Regions from separate parts of the Mus musculus genome. Here regions 1, 2 and 3 are each linked to region 4. A link is a contact called in public Hi-C and HiChIP or PLAC-seq data. All regions are on one chromosome and are shown on one strand. Each heading gives the region's core, a stretch centred on a gene start, on an enhancer-like site or on the middle of the called end of the contact. The rest is flanking DNA. Distances are from core to core; before and after follow the strand shown.

The links. A called contact is a pair of places that touch in the nucleus more often than the background predicts. HiChIP or PLAC-seq counts read pairs in DNA pulled down with a chosen protein or histone mark.
Region 1: a contact with region 4 is called in an H3K4me3 HiChIP or PLAC-seq map of forebrain, with 4 times the contacts expected there. The contact joins the enhancer-like site here to the promoter of Ccdc96 in region 4. A contact is called at or near these places in 3 of 39 promoter capture datasets (cranial neural crest, liver and stem cell-derived epiblast-like cells), 3 of 484 Hi-C or Micro-C datasets (CD8 T cells, embryonic stem cells and muscle stem cells), 8 of 115 datasets of contacts at active chromatin or transcription factors (the NIH/3T3 cell line, differentiating embryonic stem cells, embryonic stem cells and 5 more) and 1 of 9 other capture datasets (adipose tissue).
Region 2: a contact with region 4 is called in a Hi-C map of muscle stem cells, with 3 times the contacts expected there. The contact joins the promoter of Htra3 here to the promoter of Ccdc96 in region 4. A contact is called at or near these places in 1 of 39 promoter capture datasets (liver) and 1 of 484 Hi-C or Micro-C datasets (muscle stem cells).
Region 3: an H3K4me3 HiChIP or PLAC-seq map of forebrain shows a contact between it and region 4, with 5 times the contacts expected there. The contact joins the enhancer-like site here to the promoter of Ccdc96 in region 4. A contact is called at or near these places in 2 of 39 promoter capture datasets (hippocampal neurons and pre-B cells), 1 of 484 Hi-C or Micro-C datasets (embryonic limb bud) and 14 of 115 datasets of contacts at active chromatin or transcription factors (the NIH/3T3 cell line, astrocytes, differentiating embryonic stem cells and 11 more).

Annotation. Positions count from the first base shown.
Region 1 is chr5:35,906,910-35,909,609 of GRCm38.p6, reverse strand. All of the region lies in intron 1 of Afap1 (actin filament associated protein 1), which reads right to left. Among named protein-coding and RNA genes, the nearest start is that of Afap1, 15 kb to the right of the region's middle. Within about 2 kb of position 1,434, at least 144 of the 459 cell types and tissues checked have an H3K27ac peak or open chromatin away from gene starts, as enhancers often do. A contact at or near this core is called in the NIH/3T3 cell line, adipose tissue, forebrain and 3 more, where this site is marked.
Region 2 is chr5:35,678,441-35,681,244 of GRCm38.p6, reverse strand. It overlaps Htra3 (HtrA serine peptidase 3), which reads left to right and starts at 1,465. Exons shown (of 9, transcript NM_030127.3): 1 at 1,465-2,301. The coding sequence starts at 1,899.
Region 3 is chr5:35,969,379-35,972,261 of GRCm38.p6, reverse strand. The region is part of intron 9 of Afap1 (actin filament associated protein 1); the gene reads right to left. Among named protein-coding and RNA genes, the nearest start is that of Afap1, 78 kb to the right of the region's middle. Within about 2 kb of position 1,356, at least 67 of the 459 cell types and tissues checked have an H3K27ac peak or open chromatin away from gene starts, as enhancers often do. A contact at or near this core is called in astrocytes, forebrain, oligodendrocyte precursor cells and 1 more, where this site is marked.
Region 4 is chr5:36,483,260-36,485,959 of GRCm38.p6, reverse strand. It overlaps Ccdc96 (coiled-coil domain containing 96), which reads right to left and starts at 1,372. Exons shown (of 1, transcript NM_025725.3): 1 at 1-1,372. The coding sequence starts at 1,308. Tada2b (transcriptional adaptor 2B) reads left to right here and starts at 1,675. Exons shown (of 2, transcript NM_001170454.1): 1 at 1,675-2,172. The coding sequence starts at 1,903.

The DNA of each region.
Region 1 (2,700 bases), core at 185-2,684, 580 kb after region 4:
GTGTCAAGTTGTTCCCTGTTGTCTGCAGGAAGCAAGGCTCAGTAGAGGGGAAGCCTCGGCACTGCTCCTACCTGCAACACCGCAACACCTCAGACCAGGGGTTCTCAGCCTCTGCTGTACACAGGAACAATCAAGAGATCCCTAAAAGCAACATCTCCCTGCACTCCACTCTCAGAGATTCTATCGCAGCTGGCCTGCTTGTCTCAAAAATCCCCTGTGCAGCCAGGGTTGCAAAGCCCTTGTCCCAGACACTCACACACTTGGCTCAGGTCAACACACTCATTGGGATTCTGAGCACTAGAAACAGGTTGAGACAGGGCAGCCTCTACCCTGTGACCACAGACCTGTCTACCCTGTGACAACAGACGAGCACTTACTCTCTGTTTTAGGAAAAAGAAACTGGGATCCCAGATTTATTTCAGGCCAAACCAAATAAACTTGCAGGTGAAGAGAGATTTGGGTGTAGGCTTCTACACAAAATACTTCCTGTTGCTCCCTGCCAGAAGCCTGGGGACTAACTGAGCCCGGGGAATTCTGGGAGGAAATTCATGCCTGAACCACAGTGAAAGTGTACTGCCTACACACACCCCTCAGCACAGCGACGCTTCAGATCGGGGTGCAAATGGAGGACACAGCAGCACAAAAGAAGCCAGCTCTGCGGCCTCTGCTCCCTCCGTGTCACTACTGGTTCTGCTCTGAGCCCCGGGGACAGATAAATAACTAACAGCACAGAAACTCGGAGGACAGAGATACCATTGAAGGAATTCAGCCACCAGCCAGGAAAGGAGCCATAGGGCCCTGTTTCCATCCCTAGGAGATGGAAAGGAAAATGAGAACACACACACAGGCACACACACGCACACTAGCTGAAGGAACACACATACACGCATACGCACAAACAGGCACATGCACATACATACACACATAAGCTGGAGGAACATTTAAAGTGTTTCACACCTACAGGCCTTCCACTAATAGCAATTCAAGCAAGCCTTCAGTTTCTTGCAAACCTTGCAACTCCTCCTGCATCACTAATCTTCCTAGAAGCCCTTTGCTGTCAGGGTTAGTAATGGATGAGGCCTGAGTTGGCTAAGACATATTAATATAAGAAGAGCACACTCTGGTGTCCCCCACCCCTGCCCTGTACCCCCCACCCCCCTGCTCCCAGCAGTCACTCTCAGCACAGTGAAAAGTGACCTGTGTTCTTTTCACTGTCTCAGCCTCTCCTCTGACCCGGCATTCCCCGGAAAGCTAGCAAGCTGGCAGCCCTGTCTCTGACTGCTCTGAGGCCACAAAAGCCGTAAAGCACTGAGCAGACACGGTCCATCTGTCTCTCACTGTCTTCTACTTGTCATGCGGGTCACTCTGTAGGCAGACCGGCTGCGGAAGGTTTGGCAGGTTACCAGAAAGTGACTCCTCACTCCTGCCCTCCCTCCTTGGCACAGACTACCCGAAGTACAGGAAGACCAGAAGGCTTTTTTTCTGAGCCACATGATGTGCATTCCTGTCCTGCTCCACTGGAGACACCCCACCCATCGCATGCAGGCAGGAGGAGCACATGCCTCCTTCCCATGGTGGGGCAGGTGTCCTAGGTTAGCGCGGCTTGTCATAAGACCTAAGGGGGCTGTCTCAGGCTCGACCTCACCCAGGGCTCACGGGCATAAACCATGCATGCTGTCCCTTTCAGGTTTTCGGGCAGAATTACAGATGTGCTTTCTTCAAGTTCCAGAGAAGTTGTTTACACAGCTGTATTCCCAGTAGACATGATGCCTTACAGGCTGCTGAGCCATGCCACAGTATAGCTCACCTGCTCTCGGGACACACTGCTTCCTTAGCTCATTTCATCAAGGAAACAAACCAAGAGGGATAGAGAGATGACTCCACAGTTAAGAGCACTTCCTGCTTTTGTGGAATACCTGAGCTCAGGTCCCAGCACCCACAGCTGATGCCTCCCAACTGCTTGGAACTCTAGCTCCAGGAGGACCTGACACCCTCTTCTTGCCTCTGAAGGCATTGCACTCATATGCAATGTGTGCAAGCAAGTGCGAGTGCACACACACACACACATACACACACACAGTTAAAAATACAATAACTTTAAAAAATAAAAAACACCAATCTCACAAAAATTCAGTGAGTTTTCCAATAATCCCCCTCCCATCCCCTCTTACTGAAGCAGGACATAAAGATCTTTTGACTCTGAAACCAATACTTTGGCCAATGTGCCGCACAGTCCCTGTGGGGCTGGGAGTCCCCCCTGACCTTAAAACTGCAAACAGAAGCCTCTCACATGTCTTCCAGCTTCCTAACAGTAAGCAATTTATACATTTCCAACTGTATTTGGGAAAGTGCACAGGCCGTTGTCCAAGGTTCCTTCATTTGTGTCTTGGACAGATCATACCAATGCAGTGAGCAGAGGGGTGTGGGAAGTGTCTGCTGAGGTGGAGAGACAGCAAGGTCAGCTGTCACAGGCATATGCAGCCCTTAAAGGTGTATCGAAGGAAAGATAACACGAAGTCCCATCAAACACAGACAGAAAAGGAGACAAAATTACCAAGGGCCTTCTGGGGCTGGAGAGATGGCTCAGAGGCGAACAGCACACACAGGGGACCCATGTCAGGTAACACATAACCATCTAACTCCAGCTCCACGGGCTCTGACAGCTCTGGCCTCCTCAGATGTGGAACTCAACTCTCATCT
Region 2 (2,804 bases), core at 216-2,715, 800 kb after region 4:
AAAGGCCTGGGGTCACTCAGACTCCAGAGAGAGGCCCAAGGTGTCCCTGTGACTGAGTGAGAAACTGTAAAGGGCTAAGGCAGCAGGGGGAGCCACTGCCCTGCCTTTGCACAAGACTCCCTGGAAGCTTCCAGAACAAAGACAGAGCCTGGAATGGACTCCCTCTTAGAAGCGAGGCTACAGCTGTGTCTATCCTTTAATTCCAAGCCTCGGCTTCCCTTCTGTACAGGTGACTGAAAGCATTTATGCAGCCATAGTAAGGGTCAGGTCAGGTGACCAGGGAGGATGATGTGACCCAGAGGGAAAAAGTTGGACTCGAGACCTCGGACAAAGCGAATGTGAGTGAAACCTGTAACTCACTGTCATTTTCCAGCCTCACTCTGAGGCCCCCACACTCACCCCAGGGGTAGGAGGGCACAGGGAACCTACTCAAACATGTGGAACAGCTTGCCATGACATACACGGTAGAGCAAAACCTTGTTTGCATCATTTCCCCATCTGCATTGGAGAAGTCCGGAGGGAGACCTGGCCTGCACTTCTGTTAAGAGAAAGTAATGCTTTCCCCCTCCTCACACACAACACCACAACATCACTACCCCCCCCCCAATACACCACACACACATACACTACCACCTCTACTAGGTGAGTGCTCACACCTGGAACCCCACTTCCTTTTTTCCCAAACAACTCAGTCTGATGAGGCCACTCTGCTTCCTGGCTACTGGGCTTTTCCCAGACCTGGAACCAGACTGCTCCCCAGGCCTTCCTCCTCTGCCCTCCACCAACATCCATCCAAGGTATGTGTGGCTTTATCAACTCATGGAAGCAGAGGTGTCACCATACCACACCACACCACACACCCTCCAGTGTGCTACCTGTTTCCAGTGCTGTTGAGAAACTGCAGAAGGTAACAGCTTCCTGCCAAGCTACTCTACTATGCTTTCTTTCCCTCCAGAGTTGCACACCAGGTTCTCCAGCCCCTGGAACAACGGATTCATTCAGTCTAGGGCCACCTCCCAGGGAGGCTCTGTTGGGTCCTCTGACTCCTGAAGCTCCAGCCACTAGCAACTTGACCTCCTGTACCCTGCTACCTGTCCTGGGTCTGAAGTAGCTTGGTGATTGCATGAGGAGGCACCAAAGTGTTGGGGAAAGTTGAGCAGGTGCTTTCTGTTCCTGCACTGCCTGGTGTCCTGGTACTGCCTGGTGTCCTGGCACTTCCAACGACTCTGAGGTAGGAGGTGCTCAGTAATCCTTGTAGAAGAAACAGAAGGACAACAGGCAGCAACCAGAGTTCTAGATCTGAGAGAGCCCAGAATAGATCCAAGGCAGATGGCCCCCCTCCAGCTGAAGATGGGAGGAAGGGAGCACCTGGCTGCTTTCTAAGTATCCGCTCCAATGTTGCCCGGTGGAGTGATGCAGAGCAGGAGGGGTCTAGGTTTGGGGCCTTGCTGAGCTTGGCTGCTCAAGTAGAGTAGGGGTTCCTCTGTGAAGGAGAGCTAGGGACAGAATTTGGACTTGTTCATGTCTCTGGGGTTGCGGTCAGGTCCCTGGCTAGGACTGGAGTATTCCGAAGCAGCTCCCCTTTCCCAGACCCTCATTCTGGGCCGGCAGACCTGTCACCCAAAGTGCACACCAGGCAAGCGGGGAGCAGGAGGCTCCGGGTGGGTCCCCACCAGCCGGGGCGGGGTCCCGTGGGGCAGGGGCGGGGCTGGCGGCGGGCAGGGCCGCCCCTTCCAGCGAGGGCAGACTGTCTTGGCCTTTAAGCGCCTGCTGAAGCTCGGCTGAGAGAGGCCCGGGTCAGTCCCCACACCATGCCCTGTTTGCGCTCCGGGCCAGAGTGCGCCTGAGCGGTTCGGGCCTCGGTATCCCCGCGGGTCTTGCGCCGCCGCCTCTCCGCGATGCAGGCGCGCGCGCTGCTCCCCGCCACGCTGGCCATTCTGGCCACGCTGGCTGTGTTGGCTCTGGCCCGGGAGCCCCCAGCGGCTCCGTGTCCTGCGCGCTGCGACGTGTCGCGCTGTCCGAGCCCTCGCTGCCCTGGGGGCTATGTGCCTGACCTCTGCAACTGCTGCCTGGTGTGCGCTGCCAGCGAGGGCGAGCCCTGCGGCCGCCCCCTGGACTCTCCGTGCGGGGACAGTCTGGAGTGCGTGCGCGGCGTGTGCCGCTGCCGTTGGACCCACACTGTGTGTGGCACAGACGGGCATACTTATGCCGACGTGTGCGCGCTGCAGGCCGCCAGCCGTCGTGCGTTGCAGGTCTCCGGGACTCCAGTGCGCCAGCTGCAGAAGGGTGCCTGTCCCTCTGGTAAGCTCCACCAGGAATCAAAAAAGCCTTACTCTGAGGAAACTGAGGTCCAGGGGAATCTGTCCACTTCCACTAGGCAGCCTTTTAAGAATAGTTCACACAACCCTCTGGCTTTCTAGATGGGGAAACTGAGGTCCCCAAGAGATAAATGCTGTCCCCAAAGTCACAAAAAGTTAGACTTAAACTCTAGTGTGGCAGCCTGGTAGCGTCTGGTGGGCTGTGAGGCTCTGACCCAGCCACACTCCTGTTTCTTAGAGTCCTCCAGTGACTTACAAGGGAACGAGCGTCAAGCAATCTTTTCCTGGTCTCTGTCTTCAATTCCTGCTCTGTTTTCTTCTGTCAGGCTGTGCTGGGTGCTGGTTCTGTGTGCCTGTCTTGGGCCTGGCTGTCTGAGAGGCAGAGGGTTTTCAGGGTGGCCAGGCACCTGCATTACTCTGCTCCCTTCATGGTTGTGTTTGGTGTACTCTTCTCTGCTCTCCCATGTGACAGATACTATTAACATC
Region 3 (2,883 bases), core at 107-2,606, 510 kb after region 4:
TTTAATACATTCTTGGGATTTAAGTTTCAGAGAGAGAGAGAAGCAGGAAACTCAGACATGTTCACAGCTGTGTTTGTCAACAGGCCCCCATGGCACCTCACTTTCTCAAGAAGTGATTCCCAAGTTTTCATTTTCTTGGGGAGGGAACACAGAGGTGAATAAGGTCAGGCGGGGATCTGCCAGATCTTCCAGCTAAAGCAGACATCTGCCACCAGAGGGCGGCAGAGTGCAGCCAGGACCTTAAGACCTGGATGTGGACGGGCTTGGAGGCTTCTGGGGAACAATTAGATGAGGGATTTGTTGTTTGATTTTTCCACTGGTTTTTATTCTTTTTCTATTTTTATAACCCCACTTATATTATAGTAATGTGCTAATATATCTTTAAAACTGGGTAATTTCAGTTTAATATTTTGAGATTCTTTCCACTCCAAATTCTACAGAAAGAAAGGCAAGATTAAACAAGGTCTCGTTTGAATTCTAAAGTTAACTCTACAGGCCTCAGAGTCTACCTTTTTCACCCGAGCCTGGGCAGGGCTGAGTGTGCAGATGTGTTTCGTTGACTTTAAAGCACAGCAGGTAAAGAATAGACAGTGGTGGTAACACAGACCCTTAGCCCCTGCCCAGTTCACCTCCCATGTTCACAGAAACCAAGGAACCGTTGGAACCCACATCCCAGACAAGCAGCCCGAATCCCCAAAGCAATGAGTGGCCTTGCCAGCATCTTCTGGGCCCTGCGCTGAGTGATGGTGACACTGCAGAGCAGTGTCATAATCTAGCAATGCAATGAGGCTTGGACCAGTCTGAGCTCCCAGGTGGACAGCAAGAGGAGGCCTTTGTGCTTGTACCTAGGATGATGTGACTAGTATAAGGCACCTGTGTGGGGCAGAGAGAGGGTAGACAGACAGGAGGAGGGCTGGAGGGAGGGTACATTTCCAGGTCTCACGGCTTTGCTTATAGAATAACAAGAACCCTGGGACTTTGTCAGACCATGGAAGGCCAGGAAAAAAAAATCATCTTGGGTTTGGAGTCTTGGTGTGTCTCTTGGGTACATTACCCGGAGGGCTGCAAACAAGCTGCCCAGACCAACACTAATGCATCCCTCAAAGGCCTCTCAAGGGATGAAGATGGCACCTAGGGCCACCCAGCTACCTCTGCAGCTCTGCTCCCCACCCACGAAAGCCCTGCAAGAGCACCCCAGGAAACCACAGCACCCCGTCTAGCTTAACCAGACTGCAGTGCACAGGTGTGCACCAAGCTCAGCTCAGTAATTCCCGGGACCCTTTTCTGCCTGCTCAGCTGCTCTGCCCTTCTGGCCCCATCAGCTTAGCACTGTCTCCCAGCAGCTGCAGGGGCTCAGCTTGGCAGGGTCAGTCCCCCCGGGCCCCAGTCCAGCTCCCTTCCTCTGCTGAGAGCCCTGCAGCTGCTCTGAAAGGCTGAAAATGGCCATTGTTCCCTGTTCCCCTAGAGACACGTACCCTTACCTCTGGTCTGGCAGAGAGCTGCGTGTCCATTTTAGAGTTGTGCGGACAGAGGCCATTGTCTCGGCAGAAGCCAGAGCTGTGACCAGCAAAGTCTCAGGCCCCTGCTCTCAGGATCACCCAAGCTCTCAAGAAACTGACTAGCATGGAGACAGTAATGCTGTGGGCATCTGTGGGCAGGCCTGCAACGCTGTGCTCTTCTGATAAGGAAGTGCCATGACTTACAGGGAGTCAGAGAGTATTGAGGAGTGGAGTCACCCGCTTGTGAGGGCAGGGGCCACCAATTCTGCTGAGGCCCGAGACTCATGACTTCTCTGAGGCACGCCATTCTCCTCTGCAAGAGGAGGGCCCAGACTGTGACCTCTGACCTGCCTTGCCATGTTAATTAATACACAACCATTCCTCCTTAAAGCATTTCTACCTCTAGTCTTGAATCCCGGCGCTCAGGAGACAGATGCAGCAGGCAGATCTCTGTGAGTTCAAGACCTGCCTGGTGTATATGGTGAGACCGTGTCTCAAAAACAATAATTTCTTATTATCTCTAACCTAGATCAGTTGAAAAAAAAAGCAGAAGCTAAACTCTCCTTAACTCCAGACTGCTGTCATCTCAAGGGCTGATGACAAAGGCAGGAAGAAAGACTATGTCCCCAAGAGCTCCAGGAAGATGGAGAGGTTGGCCAGGAGCAGTGTGGCAGTGTCCCCAGCCTCTCCCAACTCGGTCACAGCTTTGTCCAGCTGTCTGCACTCCAGCCAAGTTCTCTCCTCATAGAAAGGAATATGACATGGAGACCTTCATTACCAGCTGACCTGAGTCTGTCCTGTTCCCAGCAACTACTTGATGATAAATAGTCCAGGGATCTGGGGTGCACGTAGCTCCTGGTACCTATGGATGCTATTATTCTTTCCTGACTCGGAACCCAAGGAGGGGAATCAGTAGGAAAGAGGGGACTGTAAACAGAATGACTCTGAAGGAAGCGTGTGTTCACACTGATGGGAAGCAGGCTCTGAATAGTAATCTACAAGGGCGTATTCCTGGTCTTGTTTTGTTCTGGTATAGGGTCTTACTATGTTGCTGTGGCTGGTTAGTACTCAGTACATAGCCCAGGATAGCCCAGACTAGTCCAGTCTAGCCCAGAATAGCCCAGGCTGGCCTTATTGGCAATAACCCTCTATGCTTCTGCCCCCTTGGTACTAGGATTACAGGCATGTACCCTCATACCAGGTTCCATTCTTGGTACTAGGATTACAGGCATGTACCCCCCATACCAGGCTCCATTCTTGATATTTTTAAGGAAGGAAAGGGCCTGGAGGTAGGACACTAGCCTAGAGCATCTCTAGTACTATAAACAAATCAAAATCGAAAGGCGAACATTCCTTTGCATTTATGAAGTTTTCCTCCTTGAAA
Region 4 (2,700 bases), core at 123-2,622:
GTCGATGAGGAGCAGCCCCTCAGCCAAGTCCTCCTGGGCCTTCATCCTGGTTTCAAAGTGTACCAGGCTCTGCTTCAGCTGCACGTTCTCGAGACGCACGGCGCTCATCTCCTTCTCCTTCTTATCCTCCAGGGCCTGAAGCTGTTCCACCTCTCTCAGGGCAGCCTGGCGCCCACCACGCGTGCGGCAACTGCCCATGACCTGCATCACCACCTGCTTCTTGAGGGCCTGGAAGCGCCGCCACTCTTTCTCCACCCTGGTCTGCTTCTCTTGGCACTGCTGCTTCAGCTCCCGTACCTCCTGACGGTACCACTCTAAGTCGTCTGCCTCTTGTTTCTTCAGTTCCTCCAGCATGGCCAGATAGCGCAAGTATGCTTGCTCTTTCTCGGGAGATTCGGGTTCAGCGCTCTTGTCCCCAGGTTCCGCCGCTGCTTCCAGCCCCTTCTTGCGTAGGGTCTCGTGAATCTTCTGCTGTAGGTACATGTTGTAGCGCTGATAACGGTTCCGCTCCACTAGCAGGGAGTGGTACTGTTCCACCAGCTCGCCGCGCAGTTGCTGCTCTTGCAGCTTCTGCATGTCCGCTGTCCACTCAAACTCTTCAGTGGACGCCCCTTTTTGTTTCTCCTCTTCCTTGGCCTCTCCAGGGTGAAGTTGCTCTTCTGTGCTTTTGTGTCGTTCTCGATCTGTCCCCTCGATCTCTTCACTGTCTCTCTTCTTCAGTGACTCCCTTGCTTTCTCTTTCGCAGCTTGTGGGCCTGGGGCAGCCCCCTCCTCAACAATTGTGGTCAGCGGTAGAGATGGCCGGAACCGTGACTCCTTCCTCTTCTCCCTCTTCCCCTTGCCCTTCGGCTTCTCTGGCCTGTCCCGTTCCTCTCCCTCATCCTCATCCTCATCCTCATCCTCGTCCTCGTCCTCGTCCTCATCCTCGTCCTCATCCTCGTCTTCGTCTTTGTCCTCTGGTTCCTTGGACTCCGGCTTGGTCTTGGGCTGGGTCTGTGGCAGACTCTCTGGCTCTCGGGACACGGCCTCGCCCGCGGTCTCAGCGGCCCCCGGACTTTCCGGGACCTCAACATGCGCGTAATCGATCCCCTCCGAATCCTTCGCTTTTGAGCTGTCCGACACCGGCTGGGTCTCGCTCTCAGGCTCCCGCCCTTGCGTCGGCTCCGGCTCTGGCTTCGGCTCTGGCTCCTGCTCTACAGGGTTGGCCGGAGTCAGAGGTTCGGAGCTAACCTTGATCTCGAGCGACTGCCTGGCCAGGCCTTCCTCGGCTCGGTCTTTGCCCTCGATGTCCCCGTAGTGGCTGTCCATTTTCGACCCGCCGGCCCCGCTCTGAGGCCGGCTGATGCCTGCTGTTAGGTTTCCCGGGGCAACCAGGGCGCGCGGTGGGCCCCGCGATTGGTCACCCGCCTTCCATTTCTCTCCACCTCCCGGCAATATTAGGCCAATGAAGATCTGCGAACAGGTGAAGGGAGGCGCTAATTGGACGCTGGTTCCCGAGAGGCGTGGCCCGCACGGCCTACTTCCGGTCCGCGCCCCGCCGGCTGACAGGCTTAGGGCGGGGCCTCGCGGCTCCTCCAGTCCATGAGGCCGCGGGAGGCGCCGGCGCGCAGGCGCAGAGCAAAGACTCGGCTGTCCGCGAGAGGGCGCGCGGGGGGCGCCTGCGCGATGCGGCGGGGAGACAGCGGCTGCGGCGGCGGCGGCCGGGCCGGGCCGGAGGGCGCCTGCGTGCTGAGGCGGGACGCGGCCCGCCTGGCCGGCTCCGGCGGCGCCTGGGCGGGGGCGGCCGTGGCAGCGGCCGGCAGCGGCACGGGCGCGGCGGGCGCAGCGAGCCCGGCAGGCGGCGGGGCGCTGACGGCCGGGGGCGCGGCGGCTGCGGGCCGGGCGGCGGGCGAGCGGGGGAAGATGGCGGAGCTGGGTAAGAAGTACTGCGTGTACTGCTTGGCCGAGGTGAGCCCGCTGCGCTTCCGCTGCACAGAGTGCCAGGACATCGAGCTGTGCCCCGAGTGCTTCTCGGCCGGCGCGGAGATCGGCCACCACCGCCGCTACCACGGCTACCAGCTGGTAGACGGCGGACGATTCACACTCTGGGGTCCTGAGGCGGAGGGCGGCTGGACCAGCCGCGAGGAGCAGCTGCTGCTGGACGCCATCGAGCAGTTCGGCTTCGGCAACTGGGTGAGCGGCGGGCTACGGCTAGAAGGGAGGGCATGGCTGGCTGGCTCGGTGTACGTTGCGGAGGGCCGCAGGTGGTCGGATGGTTGTGTCCGGAACGTGTTGGTCACCAGCGGTCACACAGCTGGTAGAGCAGGGCCTTGACCCATTGCCCCGACACGGAGCTGTCTGCCCTTCACACTCGTCCTCAAGAGGTGTGCATTGAACGCGGGTAGAGGGTAGGCCCTGTGCGTTGCCAGGCTTATCCTTGAGTCAGATGGCAGCAAGCTAGATCCCACTGTCCTTTGCTGAGTTCCCCTAGTACGGTTGTGTTCTCCTGGGCATAGTGGTGGGGAAGGCCAGAAGCCTGGGGCTGCCCGTCCCGCCTGCACTTAGTCTGCATTCAGGGCTTCGTGTGCTTTCTGTGGGTGTCAGCATGTGCCCTGTGCTAAGGTTCTCAATGAGTAGCAGTATCTTGTTTAAGTCTTAGTCTCCACAGCACCCAGGACATGGTGTGATGGGTGGACAGTAAAGAATGAACAAAGGCGTGTT